Regions from separate parts of the Mus musculus genome. Here all the other regions are linked to region 5. A link is a contact called in public HiChIP or PLAC-seq and promoter capture Hi-C data. All regions are on one chromosome and are shown on one strand. The core of a region is the stretch at or near the end of the contact, and the rest is flanking DNA. Distances in the headings are between cores, read along the strand shown. Region 1 holds the start of Larp6 (La ribonucleoprotein domain family, member 6). Region 2 holds the start of Uaca (uveal autoantigen with coiled-coil domains and ankyrin repeats). Region 3 overlaps Uaca (uveal autoantigen with coiled-coil domains and ankyrin repeats). Region 4 holds the start of Iqch (IQ motif containing H). Region 5 holds the start of Rplp1 (ribosomal protein, large, P1).

Region 1 (2,700 bases), core at 27-2,526, 1.2 Mb after region 5:
TGGGGCAGCCCCTTGGCTGTGGCCCAGTATGCTCCCGTACTGGAATTGAGCTTCCAGCGATAGAGAGGCACTTCTATCATTCCTGTTCACAGCCTCTCAGAGGAGCACTCTTACCAAAGGACTCTTAGCAGCCCCTAGAATCTGCTAGTGCCATTGCTGTATCTCTTTTTTCTCATCAGTTCCATATGGGATTGCTTTTTAACAGCAATAAGAAATCTGTGGTTGTGAAGGGCCTAGACATTAGTGATGCGTGTCTGGCTGAGAAGAAAGCTCATTGCCCAGGGGCAAGGTCAGACTGGTGCTATACCCACTATAAGTCACTCATCATTGAGCAGTGAAGGAGCCAGCCCCAGGTACAGAAGGTAGGCAAGCAGGCAGGCAGAAACAGGAACCCCCAGGCAGAGGGAGGGGAAGCAGCAAGGCCCTAGGCCATCTCAACTGAGGATAGGAGAGCTCTCTCCACTAGGAAACGATCCTTTCCTGAATGCCCCCATCTGCATGTGTCAACTGTGCCTGGCCTGTGACACCTAGAAGCCAAGTGAAGCCACTGGAATGATGAGCAGAGCAGGTGATGATGGTGATGAAGGCTCCTTAGGATCCCTGGCATCCGGAGGAGGAGGCCCAGCCTCATGGGGGAACTCCAGGCTAGGTCAAGTGTCTGGTGGGGTGCATCCACCGAGGGGGGCGTCTCCTTCAGAAGTAGGGATGGCATGGAGAAAATGGCTCATGCTAATCTCCCTTTTTGGATCCCAGAGCAACCCTCTGCCCCAAATCCAGGTCCCTCAGATCCCCACCCCCATCCTTGGAAGCCTTGTCAATCAAGAATCAAAACCTGCTGAGGGCTGGGACACACAGATTGTTCCCCAAAGCGGGTTCTGACTCAGTCTGCAGCCTCCGTGTCGGGGGGGTTGAGTCAACCCCTGTGCCCTGGTGAGTTGTCGCGCACAGGAGCCCCGGGTACCCCTCGCCAGGCCCGAGCCACCGAGCCTACCTGTGCCCGCGGCTCGGCTCCTCCTCGCTGGCGCTGCCCCAGCCGGGACTGAGGTACCGGGCTGGGTCCCCCGCTGCCCGCGCCGAGGTCCCCTCGTCCTCCTCCTCCAGATCCTCCAGATCCTCAGCCTCCTGGATGGCGACACGGATCTGCACCGTGGTCTCGGGCCCAGGCAGAGTCTGTTCGCCGAGCTGGGCCATGGTTGGCAGGGTCTCCGTGTCGCGAGGCCAGGCCAGCCGGCAGCCCTCGATAGCGACGATCGCGCGTGGGCGGCGCGCGCGCGGCAGAGACTCGGCCCCGGGGAGGGACGGGGGTCGCGATCCGCCCCACGCCGCACGGCGGGCACCGCCCTGAGCACTCGCTCAGGGACTACTCCCCCGCGCTCCACAGGCCTGTCCCGGGGTAAAACCCAGACCAGGTCCCTCCCTGCGTCCCTGTCTGGTGGCGCCCCAGCCCCACAGCTCCCTCCTCCCCACCCGGCGCAGAGACGCAGCTCTGCTGGCTTCTGGCTTTGGGCTGGACTAGCGGAGACAGGCACAAGTCAACAGCTCCCAGGCTTGTCTCCCTGACAAACCCGCCAAGGTGAGAGAAAGCACAAGCTCTACCGTTAGCTCCTCTGGCATAGAAGCTTATAAGGTTAGGGTGAGTCTTAGCAGGTCAAGAGCTTGGCTCCTCCGTGTCCTGTCTCCTAAACAACACCAAATATACCTGGCACCTGTTCTAACAGCAAATTGTCAGGCCCCGCACAAACCGCCTGAATCAGGAGCTGCATCTTAAAGGAGCCCTCAATGATGTTAGAGCATTCTAAGTTTCAAACTGAATTGAGGTAGTGTTGAGACAGCACTTAAGTATTTATTGGGTGAATGAAGTGACTATTTAAATGCCAGGATGCTCTAAAGCCCAGCTACACTTCCACACTTAGCTTTAAGATGAGTTCCAGCTCTGCTGCCTTAATGTCCAGAAACAGGGACATGATAAGACTTGAATTTGCATCCACGAAGCTCTTCATCGAAGGTCTTCGACATAATATTTCACATTAGCCACATCAGAGGACCAAAGAACAGATCACGTGTGTTTGCTTTGCTGTAGGACCCCAAGGTAGGGGACACTCAGGAAACCTGGTCTTTGGGAAAATAGCGTCTGGGTAAAAGGACACCACTCACAGTGCCCTGTGAGTATCTGGGCTGGGGCCAGGAGAGACTTAATAACCCAGAAAGGAAGCCCCTCCCCCTTCAAGACCAGTAATGGAGGCCAGAGTCTCAGGCACACTGGGCAATTACTTTGTCTTTTTGGGCTATGTCCTCAATCCCATGGCCCCTCTTTTGCAGGTTTGAGTAGATCTATTTTATCTATTTTTATCATTTTGTATTATATTATACATAATAAATTAATATGCCTAATAATTAGACATAATATGTGTGTGTAATTTATTTATTAAGATAGAGTCTCATGGTGGCGCACGCCTTTAATCCCAGCACTCTGGGAGGCAGAGGCAGGTGGATTTCTGAGTTCGAGGTCAGCCTGGTCTACAAAGTGAGTTCCAGGACAGCAAGGACTATACAGAGAAACCCTGTCTCGACCTACCCCCCCCCCCAAAAAAAAAGATAGAGTCTCACCGTGTAGATCTGGTTGGCCTGGGACTTGCTATGTAGTCCAGACCAAATTCACAGAGATCTACCCGACTCTTCTATCAGGAGCAGAGATTAACG
Region 2 (2,700 bases), core at 199-2,698, 1.1 Mb after region 5:
CAGACTGGCCTTGAATTCGTGATCCTTCTGCCTCTGCCACCCAAATGCTGGGATTACAGACAAGCATCACCACACCCAGACTCCAAATCATTTTTTCAACTTTTTTGTTTTTGTTTTTGTCGAGACAGGGTTTCTCTGTATAGCCCTGGCTGTCCTGGAACTCACTCTGTAGACCAGGCTGGACTCGAACTCAGAAATCCGCCTGCCTCTGCCTCCCCAGTGCTGGGATTAAAGGCGTGCGCCACTACGCCCGGCTCTACTTATTTTTTTTAAGTCTAGTTTCGCCAGTTTCCTTGAAGGCCAACTAAACTACTACTAAAGGTAATCCTTCAGAAAGACACCGATCTGAATAAATTCAAAACCAGGCACAAATGAATTTGTATTCTCATAGAAAGCATATAACCCCTAACTAAAATCTGTATAAAATTATAAAAGTCCATTTTAATTACGAACATCGGGCAATTTGCACATTCCATTTCCTCTGTGTTTGACTCTGCAAGACTTTTAAAATAGAACTTCCTTAATAGCAGAATTTTGATGAGACGGCCATTCTAACCTGCCAAATTATCCAAGTTCCAACATCTGCAGTCAGGATGTTTCCCAAGATTTCTGCTCTCTCTGCCAACTTACAGAGAAGCCTCACAACTCCGCTTCTCTCCCGCCGCACACCGAGGCCAGGCTTCAGCTCGGCACCCACGTTACGCACCCACCTGCCCCACCTGGGATTTACTCTGCCAACAGGACAATCACCTTCCCGACTTCGCCATCTCCAGGGTCAAACACAAGCGGGGCTTTGTCTGCATTCGAGAGATCCCTATTCTCGCCCAGCCTGGCTGAGAACCAGACTTCCCCTGTGACAGCCTCAGCGGAGGACACATAACTTCTCTCTCTCAACTCAGGCACGGCTGAAAGCCGCGGAGCCTGGTGGGTCCGGAGTCCGCACCGGCTGCACCGGGTGGAAGACAGGAGCCACCTGGCCCCGGTATCGCGGGCGCCGAGCGCGATGGGACAAGCGAAGAGCAGGATGGCACCACGGGAAGACAGAGAGGGGGTCCCCCCGAGGAAACAAGTGGGAATAGGGTACTCCGCAAAGGTCAAAGTGAGAAGGGGACGTAGGACTTCTCCGCGAATCTCAGATCTGCCGTGAGGGACGCAACAGAGAGGGTCCCCGAGGTCCCCGCCTCAGGAGCTGCTCACCGTGCTGGCCACCGCGGTGGGCGATGAGGGTGACGTGGGGCCGGGCGCGTCCTGCTTCCACAGTCGGGACTTGAGGCTCTTCATGGCCACGGCTCTCAAGGGTCCGGGTTCCCACCAGATTGCGGGCTGCGAGGGCAAGAGCCGGAGCTGCTGACGCCCCGGAGCGCGCGGGGCCCGCCCCACCTGCCACCTGGGGCCCCGGGGGCCTCGCTCAACCGGGTCCCTCCGGCAGCCAATCGGGCCCGTCTCCTGGCTGGGGTGGGGTCGGTTCTGACCAATCGGAAACCGGGAAGGGGGCGGGACTTCCCTTTTAAACTTCGTAACACTCTTCCTCTCCCCTCTGGAGGAAAAGTTGGGGAACTTCAGCTATGCAGCGTGTAGAGTTGTGCTACTCAGTGAGCGGAGGCACAGCGCCGGCTTCTGGCCTGTGGTTCCTGCACACTTGGGTGGTCTAAGGTTAGAGAAATCCAGCCTAGACCGGTTCTTATCTCCCCAGGCTCCCCTCTTCTTCCCATTCGCGAGCCCATTATAGGCTAAACATATCTTCCTCCTATCGGGTCCCGGCTTACCTACCTACAAACCAGCTTGCAGGGGCAACTTCCCATCCAGGATCTTCATGAGAACACACGACTCCAGGACCACAAGTCTAACCGCCACACACATGGGGATCTCTGAGGCCAACAACAAGCCTGTAAGAAAAGGGAGCTGCTTTTTCAGATGGACAGTTAACAGACTAGGGGTCAGTTTCCGCAGTGCTGCTGGAGAGATAGCTTAGCAGTTATGGTCACTGGCTGTTCTTGTGGAGGACGGAGATTCGAGTCTCAGGACCTACGTGGCAGCTCCCAAATGTCTTTATCCTCAGTCCCAGGAGAGGTGATGCTCTCTTCTGGCCTCCGTGGTTAAGTGTTAGTGCACTGCTGTGGAGGAAAAGATGGAACAGAGTATCGTCAATAAAACTTCACTTGTAGCCAAAAGTGAGAAAAGAAATTGACCAAAAGGGACTGGAAGAAGTTGAAGATAAATATAACTGAAATATATTGTATATGAAATTCTCAAAAAATGTAAAATATTATGTTTTTAAAGTGCTTTGTTCTTTTTGTAGACACAACAGGCATAAGTACACAAGGCATTAGCTCATCTGACTCAGAAGTCTGAACCAAGAAAAACTATTTAAGGCTGGGATAAGAACACTGTCTGTCAAACAACAACTACTAATGTCATGTCAACAGGAGGCTTCAAAAATCTTCCTTGGAGTGAGATTTTCCCCGGCAAAATGTTAATTCTCACACACATGGAAAGACAAACAGCCTGAACTCCTCACAAAGGCTCTTTTTGTCTCTAAGGGCAGTTCTTTCTAAAGCTTTCCCTTAGAGTGGCTCTAGTCTTTATTGTAAAAGTGAGGAAGTCTTCAGAACTCTCCTGAAGATACAGTGTTCAGAGACCATTGATCCTCAGCAGAAAGTCAGTAACAGAGAGAGAGAGACAGACAGACAGAGAGAGAGA
Region 3 (2,700 bases), core at 6-2,505, 1.0 Mb after region 5:
TGTGTATTTGTGTGTGTGTGTGTGTGTGTCTGTGTCTGTGTGTGTATGTGTGTGTGTATGCATGTGTCTGTGTGTATTTGTGTGTGTGTGTGTGTGCGTGTGTATTCGTGCGCGTGTGTGTGTGCATGTGTGTATGTGTGTGTATGCGTGCGCGCGCGCGTGTGTGTGTGTGTGTGTGTGTGTGTGTGTGTGTGTGCACACAGACAGTATCAGTGTGTGTGTGTGTGCGCGCACAGACAGTATCAGGTGTCCTGCTTTACCACTCTTTGCACTATTTCCTGAGATATCATCTCTCACTGAACCTCACTCTGGGTTGGTGGTAAGCCTCAGTAATCCTCTTGTCTCTACCACTCTGGGAGCTCGGCTCACGGGCACTCAGGTAGCCATGCCTGTCTCTTTCCATGGGTTCCAGGATCAGAACCCAGGCCCCCATGTTTGGCCAGCAAGTGCGTTTACCCACTGAGCCATCTCTGCAGCCTGACCTGTGCTGTTCTATCCTCTCACAAACGTCCTGTTCTGTTGCCCATTGACAGCTCTAGTAAGTGAAATTATCTTTCAGAGCTCAGCTAATGTCCTACCCGCTCAGAGGGCAGCAGGGAGCACCCTTCATGCCGTCTCTCTTTTTAGAGCCCTCTCCAACCCTACAGGAAAAGTAGACTACTGATTTTAAGAATCAGACGTCAGAAAGTACATTTACTATTTAATTGAGTTCTCTTTTTAAAAAATCACGTTTCTTTGAAATTTGCTGTCTTCCCTCCTTGCTTCTGTTTGTTTTTAACAGAACAGTGTGGCTAACACATCTCAAATCCAAATAACTTCTAGTATCCCTCACTCGTGATTCCAACATTGTCTCTTTCAGTACGTCTTCCCGCACAATCTATTCTGAGAATGCGGGAGACTATTTGCTCAGCCGCCACGGAGCAGAAACAACCCATCTTTCACACCCTAAACATTTCCTTAGCATATTTCTTTTACAGGCCTTCTCAGGACAACACAAAAGAAGAGAATTTACAGTCCTCTGCTTCACTGAGTTTAAGGCTCCCTGAGTAAATAAGCAATTATAACTGACCAATTTTCCCTTAAATTCTTACAATTTTGTGCATACCCCCTTTGTCCTATTCCGATTTTTCAAGTGTTTGCTACTTCAAAGAACCCACCCCCCCAAAAGCTACCAGGAAACATATGCAGCCCCCTCTACTCACTCTCTCTCTCTCCCCCTACGCTCCACCTCCCCCCGCTGACAGCCACGTGTGATGTCAAGGCATTATCCCAGCTAGCGACACTGTTAACGTGAGCTGCCATCGTGTGTTGCCAAACTGTCTAGCGGATGAGTGGCAAGCAGATGGAGACAACACTAAATTTAAGATGTTGTGTTGCTGTGTAGCTTTGTAAATTGTTCTGGGAGATATGCAAGCCATGATTAAAAGAAACACAATTATTTTTAAATAAGCATATGGGCTAGAGCAACTTCAAATGTCAATTACATGCATGTAAGTTTATTCAAAAAAATAAAAACAGTATTTTATTTTTCCCTAAAATGAATAGTCTTTTCCAAAGACATAGCTGTTCCTACCTGTGCGGCACTGAGGAGGTGTGTCCGGTAGATAGCGATAACTTCTTGGTGCTGTCTGTCAGCATCCTATAGCCGTGGGAAAGTAGACAGAGGAGAATGTTAGCACGCATGGGTGCAAGACCAGGAGACTTGCAGAAATGAGTGTGAGACCTCCTGCTGCAGATTGGCAGGTTATTAAAGGGCTCCTGCCACCCTTAGAACAGAAGCGTGGACGCTGAATTACGCATGATGGAGCCGCTGTAAGGTTTTCCCTAATACATATTCATGTTGCCAGGAAAGCTACACCACTTACCCCAAGTCACAGAGGATCACTCTGTGTGTGTGTGTGTGTGTGTGTGTGTGTCTGTGTGTGTGTGTGTGTGTGTGTGTGTGTGTGTCTGTGTGTCTGTGTGTGTCTGTGTCTATGTGTCTGTGTGTCCGTGTCTGTGTGTGCGTGTCTGTGTCTGTGTGTGTGTGTGTCTGTGTGTGTGTGTCTGTGTGTGTCTGTGTCTATGTGTCTGTGTGTCTGTGTCTGTGTGTGTGTGTCTGTGTGTGTGTGTCTGTGTGTGTGTGTGTCTGTGTGTGTCTGTGTGTATGTGTCTGTGTGTCTGTGTGTGTCTGTGTCTGTGTGTCTGTGTGTGTCTGTGTCTATGTAGAGCCCGCAGAGGCCAAAGGCATCAGATTCCATGGAATGATATTATGGGTTGTTGTGTGCTGCCCAATGTGGGCTCTAGGAACTGAACTTGAGTTCTCTGCAAGAGCAGTATATACTTCTAATTGCTGATCCATCTCTCAAGTTCAGGTCAATAAAAAAGCTTTTGCTGTTGTTGCTATTATTAATGATCACGAATACTGCTTTCATGTGGGAGGACAGGAATGGGAATGTGGATGCATATGGACACACACAGAGACTTTAAAAAACATAAATATTTCTTAAAAACACATGGCTTCTGCTATTTGGACTCTGAAGAGCAAGCTGATCAGCGTGGATTCTCTCTCATACGTAAGGAGGCATCCCCCTGGGAGTCTTTGAGCCAGCACTGCAAAAGGGAAGAGGTAGCTCAGTCCTGGACCCCTAGAATGTGACACTGGAGGAAGCTCTCTCCTCCCACCCCACCGGTAAGTGCCTTCCTCGGTTGTCAGGCTTG
Region 4 (2,700 bases), core at 87-2,586, 1.7 Mb before region 5:
GCCCTTAGGGTCCAGAAGCAAAAGCACTGGGTGCAGTAACACCTCAAACTCATTTTTTTCCGGGGAACTTTCACCTCAGAAAGAACTCAAGAAATGTAACTGCAAGTGAGGGGGCACCCAACAAATATCATGTACACACAAGTATGCATGTATGTACATTACACACACACACACAATCAAGGGGAGGGAATCAAGAACGCCCACAGCTCTCATCTCTAAGGGAGTAAGCGTTTATTCTGGAGCCAAATATGAGGGATCATGAAAAGGGAACAGGAATCAGGGGTGCCTCAAGTCAAATGTTCCAACGTGGCAATAACAATTCCATGGTGTTCTTATAGGAACAACAAAGCTACATATCAGGATGTTCTAAAAATACATTGAGGGGAACAACAGGTTGGTGGATTACAGCACATCGTGGAAGCCCTTGCTGTAGGCCTCAGACACCAACTGATAAAATTCTTAGCCTTTGGGTTGATGGAAGCTAGGGGGTCTGTTTGCTTATTCCCAAAAGGACTTTACCTGATAGTCAGAGGATATTAGGTCAGACACAGAAGTGGGCAACAAATGGCTAAGAAGGAGACTAGAGACAGTCCACGAGAATCTGGCTACAGTTATTAAAATTCCAGCTCTCCACAATCACAGGAGTTCTGGTCAGTCCATCATCCTGGCAGAACACTAACGCGCGTGCATTTTTTGTTTGTTTGTTTTTTTGTTTTTTTGCTGAGCACTTCAGTTCACAAGAGGAACCACTACCCCAGCAGCAGGGGCATAACCCCCAAACACAACACCGCAACTCCAGCGCCTTACATTCGTCTAAGAGCACAATTTCCGGGGTCTTGAATATCATCTTAGGGGGTGCTTGCCACCACCCCTGAGGCGGGAGGTCAGAAACCGGCCTCACTTTACACAGGCAGAAGGTTAAGCGCCTGGCGCCGAGACCTGCGGAGGAGCCGGAGCCTAGGGCCCAGCTCGGGCAGAGCCCGGGAGAGGTCGCCGGCCCTGCGCCCATGGCTCTGAACTGGGCCTTGCAGCCCGGCTCAGACGTCGGGTTACTCACGTTGCACCAGCCGGTCCCCGGTGAAGGTGGCGGAGCAGCTGGTAACCAGCGCGCAGGGTACACCGGCAGCCATCGCTGCGGCAGAGCGGGTTCCGCGCCGGCGCTGCTTCCGCCTTGGGCCGTACCACTGCAGCGGGCACGCGGGGGAGATGATCCGGGCACGCGCGCTGGGCGGGGCCGCGCGCTGGGCAGCCGAGGCTCCGGCTGGCCCTCACACCCCCCTTCCCCGCTCCTCCAGTGGAGCGCGCCGGTCGCGCGCGCCGCGTTGCTATGGTGACGGGTGCCCGCACCATCTAGGAGCGCTCCGCAGGAGGCCATACCTCCGGAGCCTAGTGTCTTCTGCCCTCCTTAGTCATGGCGCAGGCCCAGGAGGACAGCGACCCCATTGGATCCATCCTAATCCAGGTGGGAAACAGGCCGGGCTGGCGGCCGCACAGACCTCCCCTCGAACCCCGAAACCTGTGATCCCAAGCACCACCATTTATTCTCTCGGCCCTATAGCAGGAAACGCCTACACTTTAGGGCATCATGCTCTGGGGGTTGAACACAGGACATGCTAGCGCCAAGCAAGTGCTTTACCGCTAGGCTGCATCACCTGTCTTCCTTATACTTCGGGCCCAGATGGTCATTGACTGTCTTGGAGCACCCTCTACAATCCAGGCAGGCCTGGAACTTGTGATCCTCCTGCCTCAGCCTCCTGAGTAACTGGGATTATCAATCTGTACTAGCAGGCTGGGGTGCTCAAGGCACCATTTAAAAATAAATTATGAAATGTTTAAAGTCCATCCATGGCTTGGGGATGTGAAGGAGAAACAGATTCATCATTAGGAGGTGGTGAGAAGTTCGAAGAGAACGTGAGCTATGGGACCCGTGCTTCTTAACCTACAATAGTCACTGCTTGCTTGGGAACACACACCCAAGCTTTTTTTAAAATTTTTTTTTCTTCGAGACAGAGTTTCTCTGTGTAGCCCTGGCTGTCCTGGAACTCACTCTGTAGACCAGGCTGGCCTCCAACTCAGAAATCTGCCTGCCTTTACCTCCCAAGTGCTGGGATTAAAGGTGTGCGTTACCAAACATATTTTTAAGATCACCTGGATTACAAAACAACATAAAAAATGAAAACTTGGAGAAATATCTTATTTATAATCTAGGGAGAAAGCTCTCAAAGACTTGACTTCTCCAGTGTAATTCAGTTTGTGACAGTTGAACAATTTTTCTGAAACAGCTAGGTTGGTTTGGTTTTTTTTTTTTTTTTTTTGCTTTGTTTTGTTTTGTTTTTTTCCGTGTTTAGGTATGGGTCCCTTTAAGATGGTCTCACTTTAAGAAGTTCTGTAAGACCCCCGATGCTGGGCCTCTGCTCAAGTCCCGGGATGAGCTGGCCAACACCCCAACATCTCGAGAGAAAACCACACCTGATGCAAACTGCAAGAGGTTTTATTATCAGCTAGCTGAGGACGAAGTCCCTCCACAGTGCAGGGCAGGGGAGTTCGACCCGAGTGGTGACAGTAGGGGGCTTTTAACAGCTAGCTGAGGAATTGGGAGAGGTGTTGGGAAGAGTTGGGAGGAGAGCTGGGAAGAGTTCTTCTCTTCTGGGTGTCCTTGGTGAAATTTACAAGGCAGGTGTGGGGAGTGAGTTCTTTCTG
Region 5 (2,700 bases), core at 156-2,655:
AAAAAAAAAAGAGCATGTCTCAAAGTAAGCTTAAGGGGGTCTGAGATGTAGCTGAGTGGCTGGAGTGCTTAGTGTGTACCCGCCCTGGAGTTAATCCCTAGCCCAGCATGACCTGGATACTTAAAATCAATCCCAGGCAGGGGAGGAAGATCCAACATTCCAGGTAATCTTCAACCACATAGCAAGTTCAAGGCCAGCTGAGGTACATGACACCCTGTCAGGGTGTGTGTGTGTGTGTGTGTTTAGACTGAAGGCCATGTCAAATTCCACTGAGATCATGAACAGAATTTTGATTGGAACTATATTACTTGGAGAAAATTCTCCGTTTTAGGCTCTTATCTGTGAAAACTATATTGCTCTACTTAGGTTCCTTTTGCTGTTTCATAGCTTCTTTGTGGTCCTGAGATTAGAATTTTATTAACTTTAAAGAAACCACTTAATCTAGTATGCACTACATTCTAGTTGCAAGTTTCTAGCACCAAGGTCACCTCTACACAAGCTGACCACACACGAGCTGTACCCTAACCTGAGGGGTGTTTTTATTTAATTGTGTATATGAGCACTTGGGGTTTCTATTGCTGTGACAAAGTACCATGCACTAAAAGAGAGGCAAAGGAAAACGTTTGTTTATTGATACTTGCTTTTGATGTCTGCGCATCAAAGTTACTCTCCTGGTTTTCTAGGGGTTCTATATAATTAGTTGCCGAATTTTATCACGTGGTCTCCTACTTCTGTGGGTTTTTTCCTCACCATACCTCGCGTGACACTTTAAAGAGTGTTTACTTTTATGTGTACTTGAGCGTGTCTGCTGACCTCTGTCAGGATCAGAGCCCCTGTTACTGGATTTCCTGGCACTTTTCGGGGTGCGGGAGCCAAACCTGAGAGCTGCAAGATGGCTTAACTTCCGCCCCTCTGTGCTTTTTCAATGTAATGAATTAAACATTAACCACGATATATTGCATTTGATATGCAACTCCGGGTCCCGGGTGGTATTTATCAACCTCATCACAGACACAGTTACTACGGCGCGCACGCCCGGGGTGAGGGTGGGTTGGGAAGTCCACCACGTGATCCGCAAGGCTTGAGGCGGAGAGCGACTTTTCAGTGTACCCAAGCCGTGGGAACGCGCCTGTCAGTTTAAGCAGTACGTCTCCCCCGATAGCTCTCTCCCTTTAGCCTGTTAATCTCTACTGTTGAGCACTTGTAATATTCGCAAGCCCCAAAGGCCAATCGCACCGGAAGTCGAACGCGCAAATCCGGAACTGCGTTCTGCAGACGCGCCTCCTCTCGGTTTTGGCCCTGCCCCTTCCGTCTCGAGTCGGGCATCGATTGGTCGGCGCGGTCCCATAAGAAGCTGCGCGCAGGCGTATATGATCTTTTCCTCAGCTGCCGCCAAGGTGCTCGGTCCTTCCGAGGAAGCTAAGGCCGCGTTGGGGTGAGGCCCTCACTTCATCCGGCGACTAGCACCGTGCCGGCAGTCTACAGCATGGCTTCCGTCTCCGAGCTCGCTTGCATCTACTCCGCCCTCATCCTGCACGACGACGAGGTGACGGTCACGGTAAGTGCGGGATAACCCCGGGCCGGCCACGTGTTTGTGCGGCGGACACCCGGCTCCGCCCGGACTTCGCATTCTCAGGCATTCGGTGACTTGGAGGCCTGTGAGGCGTATGCGCTCTGTCCTCCCCGCGCGGCCCAACCCGAGACAGGTGAATGGCGGTCCCGAGCGCGCATGTTAGGCCTACTGTTTAGAGTGGGCTGTTTTTATCTAAGTTTTAGGCCTCGAACTCAGGTCGTCAGGCCTGCGGGACAATCCCACAGCCCGCTGAGCCTTCAAACCTGGCCTTGTCTTTTTTAAGGTTGACTTTAGCCCAAGTACGAAACTTAACTCTGTATAAGTGACTGAGTTTTAGCCGCATTCTGATCGTTCTGACGGGTTGGCGTTTGTGTTCCAGGAGGATAAGATCAATGCCCTCATTAAAGCAGCTGGTGTCAGCGTCGAACCTTTCTGGCCTGGCTTGTTTGCCAAGGTAAGTTTTGGGGTTACACTTGGTAATGTACGATTTCCACCACCAGCCTTGATTTTTGTATCTTAGTTTGTACTTATTGATGTGGCTTTTATGTCAGGCCTTCACGGTCCATGGCTTGAGAATGAGTTTTGTTGCCTCTTAAGTTTGGGCATTTGAAGCAGTGAGATTCATGCAAAGTGGATAGCTACATTCTATTTATACAAACAGCTTTATTTCTGGCAAGTGGGGTCAATCAACTGGTGGCAGTTGTATATTGATTCCCTGTAGTCCTGAACATTGCTTTGGTCTCATGGGTGAAAAGAGCTTAATTGAATCATTAAATCTTGCAGCACAAAACTAAAAGCCTTTTCTATGTCTCTGTTGTAGGCTCTGGCCAATGTCAACATTGGGAGCCTCATCTGCAATGTAGGGGCTGGTGGGCCCGCTCCAGCAGCTGGAGCTGCGCCTGCTGGTGGTGCTGCTCCATCCACTGCCGCCGCCCCAGCTGAGGAGAAGAAAGTGGAGGCAAAGAAGGAAGAGTCCGAGGAGTCTGAAGATGACATGGGCTTCGGTCTTTTTGACTAAACTGCTTTTGTTAAGTTGGCTAATAAAGAGCTGAACCTGTAGGTGGACTGGTCTCACTTGTAAGCCACAAAGCTCTTGGAGTTTCAGAGATGGTAGCAGGTCCCAAAAA

Evidence for each region. Promoter capture Hi-C pulls out the DNA fragments that hold promoters and counts their contacts. HiChIP or PLAC-seq counts read pairs in DNA pulled down with a chosen protein or histone mark.
Region 1: a contact with region 5 is called in a promoter capture Hi-C map of neural stem cells. The contact joins the promoter of Larp6 here to the promoter of Rplp1 in region 5. A contact is called at or near these places in 6 of 39 promoter capture datasets (embryonic stem cells, hippocampal neurons, liver and 2 more), 4 of 15 datasets of contacts at CTCF or cohesin (embryonic stem cells, large pre-B cells, pro-B cells and 1 more), 4 of 484 Hi-C or Micro-C datasets (B cells, cortical neurons, embryonic stem cells and 1 more), 6 of 115 datasets of contacts at active chromatin or transcription factors (astrocytes, embryonic forebrain, forebrain and 3 more) and 3 of 9 other capture datasets (adipose tissue, embryonic stem cells and liver).
Region 2: a contact with region 5 is called in an H3K4me3 HiChIP or PLAC-seq map of pro-B cells, with 7 times the contacts expected there. The contact joins the promoter of Uaca here to the promoter of Rplp1 in region 5. A contact is called at or near these places in 8 of 39 promoter capture datasets (the SN4741 cell line, cranial neural crest, hippocampal neurons and 4 more), 11 of 115 datasets of contacts at active chromatin or transcription factors (the NIH/3T3 cell line, acute myeloid leukemia, embryonic hindbrain and 6 more) and 2 of 9 other capture datasets (embryonic stem cells and macrophages).
Region 3: an H3K4me3 HiChIP or PLAC-seq map of embryonic forebrain shows a contact between it and region 5, with 14 times the contacts expected there. The contact joins the enhancer-like site here to the promoter of Rplp1 in region 5. A contact is called at or near these places in 10 of 39 promoter capture datasets (cranial neural crest, embryonic stem cells, frontonasal cranial neural crest and 6 more), 1 of 15 datasets of contacts at CTCF or cohesin (large pre-B cells), 5 of 484 Hi-C or Micro-C datasets (the Patski cell line, bone marrow-derived macrophages, cerebral cortex and 1 more), 12 of 115 datasets of contacts at active chromatin or transcription factors (T-cell acute lymphoblastic leukemia, acute myeloid leukemia, craniofacial prominence and 8 more) and 4 of 9 other capture datasets (adipose tissue, embryonic stem cells, macrophages and 1 more).
Region 4: a promoter capture Hi-C map of erythroid cells shows a contact between it and region 5, with 22 times the contacts expected there. The contact joins the promoter of Iqch here to the promoter of Rplp1 in region 5. A contact is called at or near these places in 1 of 39 promoter capture datasets (erythroid cells) and 1 of 115 datasets of contacts at active chromatin or transcription factors (microglia).

The regions. Positions count from the first base shown.
Region 1 is chr9:60,711,697-60,714,396 of GRCm38.p6, reverse strand. It overlaps Larp6 (La ribonucleoprotein domain family, member 6), which reads right to left and starts at 1,276. Exons shown (of 3, transcript NM_026235.4): 1 at 992-1,276. The coding sequence starts at 1,191.
Region 2 is chr9:60,793,190-60,795,889 of GRCm38.p6, reverse strand. It overlaps Uaca (uveal autoantigen with coiled-coil domains and ankyrin repeats), which reads right to left and starts at 1,448. Exons shown (of 19, transcript NM_028283.3): 1 at 1,198-1,448. The coding sequence starts at 1,281.
Region 3 is chr9:60,875,301-60,878,000 of GRCm38.p6, reverse strand. Uaca (uveal autoantigen with coiled-coil domains and ankyrin repeats) reads right to left here. Exons shown (of 19, transcript NM_028283.3): 18 at 1,574-1,639. Among named protein-coding and RNA genes, the nearest start is that of Gm33643, 8.2 kb to the right of the region's middle. Within about 2 kb of position 1,255, at least 8 of the 459 cell types and tissues checked have an H3K27ac peak or open chromatin away from gene starts, as enhancers often do. A contact at or near this core is called in embryonic forebrain, where this site is marked.
Region 4 is chr9:63,601,129-63,603,828 of GRCm38.p6, reverse strand. It overlaps Iqch (IQ motif containing H), which reads left to right and starts at 1,336. Exons shown (of 22, transcript NM_001311098.1): 1 at 1,336-1,462. The coding sequence starts at 1,412. It overlaps Aagab (alpha- and gamma-adaptin binding protein), which reads right to left and starts at 1,183. Exons shown (of 10, transcript NM_025857.3): 1 at 1,058-1,183. The coding sequence starts at 1,130.
Region 5 is chr9:61,913,215-61,915,914 of GRCm38.p6, reverse strand. Rplp1 (ribosomal protein, large, P1) reads left to right here and starts at 1,405. Exons shown (of 3, transcript NM_018853.3): 1 at 1,405-1,558; 2 at 1,953-2,027; 3 at 2,394-2,632. The coding sequence starts at 1,487. The coding sequence ends at 2,591.